Linked DNA regions of Mus musculus: region 1 is linked to region 2. The links are chromatin contacts, called in public Hi-C maps. All regions are on one chromosome and are shown on one strand. The core of a region is the stretch at or near the end of the contact, and the rest is flanking DNA. Distances in the headings are between cores, read along the strand shown.

Evidence for each region. A called contact is a pair of places that touch in the nucleus more often than the background predicts.
Region 1: a contact with region 2 is called in a Hi-C map of cortical neurons, with 1.6 times the contacts expected there. The contact joins two enhancer-like sites. A contact is called at or near these places in 4 of 39 promoter capture datasets (embryonic stem cells, liver and stem cell-derived epiblast-like cells), 9 of 484 Hi-C or Micro-C datasets (the N1E-115 cell line, bone marrow-derived dendritic cells, cerebral cortex and 4 more), 7 of 115 datasets of contacts at active chromatin or transcription factors (the SCID.adh cell line, SST interneurons, bone marrow-derived macrophages and 3 more) and 3 of 9 other capture datasets (embryonic stem cells, liver and pancreatic islet).

Annotation. Positions count from the first base shown.
Region 1 is chr16:17,089,430-17,092,415 of GRCm38.p6, reverse strand. Ppil2 (peptidylprolyl isomerase (cyclophilin)-like 2) reads left to right here. Exons shown (of 21, transcript NM_001252444.1): 13 at 112-201; 14 at 527-560; 15 at 1,124-1,241; 16 at 2,258-2,314; 17 at 2,763-2,835; 18 at 2,926-2,986. Among named protein-coding and RNA genes, the nearest start is that of Ppil2, 20 kb to the left of the region's middle. Within about 2 kb of position 1,720, at least 19 of the 459 cell types and tissues checked have an H3K27ac peak or open chromatin away from gene starts, as enhancers often do. A contact at or near this core is called in cortical neurons, where this site is marked.
Region 2 is chr16:16,910,344-16,913,476 of GRCm38.p6, reverse strand. Ppm1f (protein phosphatase 1F (PP2C domain containing)) reads right to left here. Exons shown (of 8, transcript NM_176833.4): 3 at 2,396-2,538. Among named protein-coding and RNA genes, the nearest start is that of Ppm1f, 15 kb to the right of the region's middle. Within about 2 kb of position 1,461, at least 162 of the 459 cell types and tissues checked have an H3K27ac peak or open chromatin away from gene starts, as enhancers often do. A contact at or near this core is called in cortical neurons, where this site is marked.

The DNA of each region.
Region 1 (2,986 bases), core at 471-2,970, 180 kb before region 2:
CTTAGAAGTCAGACTGAACCAAAGCCTACAGAACTTTCTGCTATGATAAAGGTCTGCATGTCTTATGCCTCTGCTATTAACTATGCCTCATACTGCTGGGATATTTTGTAGACACCAAAAACCTGTGAAAACTTCATCAAGCTCTGCAAGAAACAGTATTATGATGGTACCATCTTTCACAGGTCCATCAGGAACTTTGTGGTGAGTGGTATAGGTTGATGTGGCCATAGATGCTTGATGACATGGGGAACATCCAGGAAACAAACAGGCTCATACCTTCCCGGTTCCAGATACCTCGTTCCAGGCCATGTGTGGCCAGGGTAGGGTCTTCAGGTGTATCTTGTGCCAGGGATCTTATAGCTGGCCCTTCAGTGCTCATCCAGGAAGACCTAGCTGGGGTCAGAGAGGAGGTCCCTGTCCTTATTGCAGCACATGCCTGTGGGAAGCCTGTCCAGTTAGTCGGCAGGGTGTGTGGGGTGATCAGCATCATCAGAGCCAATGGCCTCACTGGGTTTTATTTTTGCAGATCCAGGGCGGTGACCCCACAGGTACAGGCACAGGTAGGTGCTGGTGCCAGCCTTGTTCTGTTGGAATAATAAATGTGATTGTTCTGTGGGGCCTGGTAGGGAGCTGGGTTTTAAGTTCTGGGTATATAATCTTTCAAACTTGGGGGTGGCTGGCCATTCAGTGGCTGGCCTTGTGGCCTACCTTGTGCATGCCCCTTACTTTTTCCACAGTATCAGGGCCTCTTTCCTAATCCTCAGGGTCCTACCATAACAAGACAGGGAGGTGAAGTTCTCAGAAACCACTTGTTCACTCTCAGGAGGTCTGGCCATGCATTCCTGTCATGCAAGAAGGTGCCCCCATTGCTCCTGCAGAGCACAGCAATCTTCCCCAAGCCTCCAACTCCATGGGCCAACTATGACTTGGACCCATGTGTTAGAATGATGCCTTGTAGCTTAAGCCTTCAGCCCTGGCCCACAGGTGAGAAAGCAGTGTCAGCTTGTATAGAAGGCTCTGGCATCTAGAAGTAATCAGGGAGGCTGCCTCAAGGACACGGCTCCCTGATGCTTCTCTACTAGGCTTTGTGGCTGACCACTGACAGTGCTTCTCTCTGTTCTAGGTGGAGAGTCATTCTGGGGCAAGCCTTTCAAAGATGAGTTCCGTCCCAACCTTTCACACACGGGCCGTGGGGTGCTCAGCATGGCCAATTCGGGGCCCAACACCAACAAATCTCAGTTGTGAGTCCATGTCCAGCTCTTTTTACTCAGCTGCTGGGGGTGATATCCAAAGGACCTAAGAGGTCTCCCTAAAAGTTGTGCTCAGCCTAAGTTAAATCCAATCAAAGTAACCTAGATGAAGCCTAGGTCCCTTCAATAAAGGAGCCCAGGTCAGCGGGTTGAATAGCATTCCGAGCTGCAGATAGTACTTAAAGATAGGCACCAAAGTCCTCTCTAGGTAGGTCAGGCAGAAATGGGAGTGTGTGGCACACACCTGTGAGGTGATGGCAACAGTCAGCTCTGGCATCCTTGGTTCCATAGTGAGGTTAAGGGCAGTACAGTCAAATGAGACCAAGTGTACACAGTGTGTGCTTGGTGGCCTCAGAAATGCCCCTGTTTGCTGGGTGAGGCATGCTCATTGCAGCTTGTAGACTCAGCCTTCTGAGCCTCACTAGATGTGGCTATCAGGGGAAGGCTGCTGTCCTGTTGGCCCTGTAGGACTGTCCTCTTGCCGCTCTGGGTAGGGATATCATACTTCCTGCTTTCCTTTTGATTTATTCAGAGAGGTCTTGTAGCTCAGGCTGGGCCGAGCTCAGCCTCCTGCTAGGATTGCAGGTGCTCCCACCTTTGTCTCATGCTGTCCAGCCTTTTGCTCTCCCCTGTTTACAGACTGTAGTCTAGAGCTTCTTCCAGACACCCTGGAAGCCTGACTCAGTCCTCTGCCTCTGGCAGGGCTCATGATGGGCTTGAGTCACTCCATTTCCTTCCTCCAAAGAGTCTAATGACTATGTTCAAGCCACCTGCCTCTCCTGCTTGCCTTCCAAGGGAGGTCTGGCAACCAAACTCCGGCTTTCTCCGGAGAGCCAGAGGTCTGGATTTACCTCTGTAGCCTTAGCAGAGACAGGCAGTGGGCAGCATACACGGGTTCAAGGAAGCTCCAAGCTGGGCAGGGCTTCTATTGAGGAGCAGTCATTACTAGCCTAGAGCACACTATTGGGACAGCCTGCTGCTTCCTCATCTCCCTGTACTTTCCCCAGCTTCATCACATTCCGATCCTGCGCTTACCTGGATAAGAAGCATACCATCTTTGGACGGTAAGAGTAGATGCTGTAAATATTTGGATTGCAGTGTGGGCCTTCACTGCCTTTCCCCAGACATGGCTATTATCCCTCCAACCACCACTGAGGACTGGGTATTTCTATAGGGGAAGGTTGGCTCTCCTGGCCTGTGGGGCCAAGAGGAGGAGACACCCAGGCAGCCATAGTTCATACAAGATCCTGCCTTAGCAAACTGGGGGGAAGAAGTATGGAAACACGGATTGTGGCTCATCCAGGAACACTTTAGTCACCAAACCTGGCTGGGTGTGGTGTGCTGCTCATTTCTGTGTTGTGGTGCATCCTGTCCTGCCTGGTGACTGGACTGACCTTTCTGAGGCTCTGCACTGTCTGCCAGTCCTCTTCATGGCATGTCTCAGCTCTGCCGTGATGCCTCTCTCTGCTCGGGGCACTCTGGTACCCAGTCAACTCTGTCAATCTGCTGCAGGGTTGTTGGGGGCTTTGACACGCTGACAGCCATGGAGAATGTGGAGAGTGACCCTAAAACTGACCGTCCTAAGGTATGTGCCTAGGGAGAACAAAGCACAACTGCCCACTGGGTGCTGTTTGGGGAAGTCTGCTTGCCTGCTCACAGAGCTTTCTGCCACCAGGAGGAAGTGCTCATATGTACAACCACAGTGTTTGTGGACCCCTATGAGGAGGCTGATGCCC
Region 2 (3,133 bases), core at 212-2,711:
AGAATCACACCAAGTGGAAGACACTAACCCCAACTGTCGGCCGTGCGATTCCAGTGATAGGCCTTTTTGAAATGATGAAAACTAGTCACCGTTGGGAGTTAAGGACTGGCTACAGCAGGGAAGGAGAGTTAGTGGCCTGTGGAAGGTTACATGTAGAATCCTTGCAATAAGGAAGCTGGCTTGTGTCTGACCATATTCAGATCTTGTGTGTGACATACTGTTATAGTTTTCTATGATGTTCCTAGGAGGAAAACGGGGTCGTGTATATATAGTCGGGATATCTCTGTTATTTCTCATAATTCACTGCATGCATACTTATTATTTCAAAATAATGTACATGTACATGTAAAAGGTAGAAAAAACTAGAACATCAATAACAAAAGTCCCACCCCAATTTCCCAACCCCCAACCAGAGGGTTCAAGTATCAAAGGCCACAGCAGAGGAACAAGGAGAACTGGGAGAAGTGTGCTTAGTCAGAAGTATGGCCATGGAAGAAACGGGAGGAGTGGAAGAGGCTGGAGGGAGGCATGGGAGGAAAGCAATGAGCAGGGAGAAGGGTAAGTCTAACAAGCCTGCTTGGGGGCAGGCCATCTAGTCTGCTGCAGCCATCATGCTGGGGACTATTAGCAGCAGCTGTGGGAGTGGAGGCTGAGGAGCTGGAGAACTGACTTTGTTAGGCCCAGCCTAGGGACCACAGCTCTAAATGGGACCCTGAAGAACTCAAGTTTCCTGTGTCTAAGCCCATCCCTAACCACATTACTTCTCATGTCTTTCATTTCCTCCTCTGTACACAGGTAGACTCCATGACTACCTGGAGAGCTGTTGTGGTCTCCTTGCTCCTGGAGACTGCTGGTATGGAGGGAACGTTGAGCAAGGCTGGGCCTCTAGGCCTGGGCTGTCTCTTTTTAGCCTTTGGTTACACTGCTATTTCCAGCAATAGGTTTAGACTTGAATTTTGCTCAAGAGGAAGAATGGGCAATTAAAAATGAAGATGGCAAGCCCTACGGTAATGCTCAGCCTCAGGCTCTTGGAGTCCTACCCTGATTTTCTGGCCAAGGGCTATAGTCTTGAGCCTTAGGAACTGCCCGGGAGGTCTATCTTCACAACAATCACAGGGAAGTGCTGGTAGGTGGGCATGGAGGTGCCTTAGTCACATTTCTGCCTGGGGCAATAAGCCTCAAAGAATGTGCTGAGACAGCTGGCAAGAACAGCGTGCCAACAACAGACTTGCAACAGTGCGCAAGGCTACAAGCCTAGGCTTGCATGGCAGCTCTGGGACAGGCAGGGAAGGCGGGGAAGGCACATCCCTTCTCCAGACGCCTGGGTTTAAGGCCTGGTTTGCCGGCTGCAATTCTCCTTCCCACCAGCAGGTGATACTGTCTCCTAGCTGGAGGGGTAAGGATGGGCCTTGGCGGCAGCTGCTGCCAGACTGGATTGTCTGCTGGCTTTATAGAGAACAATGGCCGCCTGTCTTTATGGATAGTTGTCTCCTAGGCAGGGGGCAAGGCCATGCTGGCTTGAAGGCTGGCAGGGAGCTGCGGAAGGGGCCAGAAATGGGGGGTGAGGAGAGTGGCTGGTAGGCGCAAGTGCTAAGGCTGAAGTAGGTTTCTTTTTTCTCCTACAGTGTTCTTTGTCCTTCTACACATGGCCTAAAGCTGGGCAAAGAGAGGCTCCCTCTACTGCCTGGAAACTCGGCCCACATCCTGTGTGCATACCTGCAGCCACCACTTCCCTCCTAATACTTCTGGTACTGCAGCAAAATAGGAGGAAAGAGAGTCATGCAGAAAAAGAGCCTGGATTTTATAAACAAACGCTCTGTCAAGTGGTCTTGGGGCCTCTTGGCGTTTGCTCCCCGTTCTGTTCCTGGGTTCCTTTGGTTTGGTGTACCACTGTAGGGCTCAACTCACTGATGGCTGTAGCCAGTGGACACGAAATGTCCATCTTCGTCACCTCATGATTGGGATCACTGACATCTAATGATCCCAACTAAGGTAAGTCAAGGCAGGGGACCTAGACAACAGTTGCCCCCTCCCCGAGGTGGATGTGCCACTCTGCTAAGGGCCTCGTGTTAGCCAAGGGGGACAGTGAGTACAGGTGAGGTTGGCTGTGTGGCTGTGAACCAACACCTTGCACTTCTCGTGTGTAAGGCAGGACAGGCACCACTCATTTCTATGTGCTCTGAAGCACCATCAAGACAGCACAAAGGTGGGCCACCGTCTCACTGGCCGCCTTTGACCCACGTGCTGCTCAGTCCATTGCAGGTTTTCTATGCCACATCGTGCTCTTGCTGAACTCCAACACTGCTGTCCTGATGGCACGCTGGCACTGACCTTTAGTGTCAATCTGAGTTTGTCACTTGTTAAACAATCCCAGAGCCATATGAGTGGAACTTACAGGTCACGAGGGCTTTCTCTTCTTCCTCCTCTTCCTCCTCCTCCTCTTGTTCAGGCAACCTCTTAAATTCAGAAAGGTCTGTCTGCAGCAGCTGGGAAATTGCCTCGTGGGTCACAGCCACAGCAAACGATGGGGGAGCGTTCCTAGGAAGAAGATGTGAGAGGCGGGGCTGGAGCAGCTCCTGGCATCCTCCACCTTGAAGATGGAGATGATGGCTCATACCTTCCTCTTGGTGTCATCACAAGCAGGTGATCTCTGTCTTCAGGGACCCGGAATGGATATTTACACAACACCAGGGGCACGGCATTTGCTGGGATGTGTTGGAAAGGTATCCTTGAAGCTTGGATCCCTGATGCTCAAGCTGGTAACCCCTGGGAGCAGGGCATGTTAAGTGCTGAACTGTATCCCCCATTTTATATGCTGAGGTTACTGTCTCAGATGGGAGCTCTTGTAAGTTGGTTTACTGTGGATAGCACTAAGAAAGATGAGATTATGGCTGGAGTAGGATGGATGCCTGCTTCAGTACGACTGGCTTGTGAAAGGTGTAAACACAGACATAGATACATGAGGGCAGCCATGTAGGTGCAGGACAGGGACGGAGGGGTGAACCTACAAGCTGAGGAATGCACATGCTTATCTGAAGAGCACCAGGGGGGCTCAGCCTGAGGGCACTTTCACCTCCATTTGGCATCTGTCCTGAGAGAATGATGGTGATCATTAAGGTGTCTGCTCTGTGTG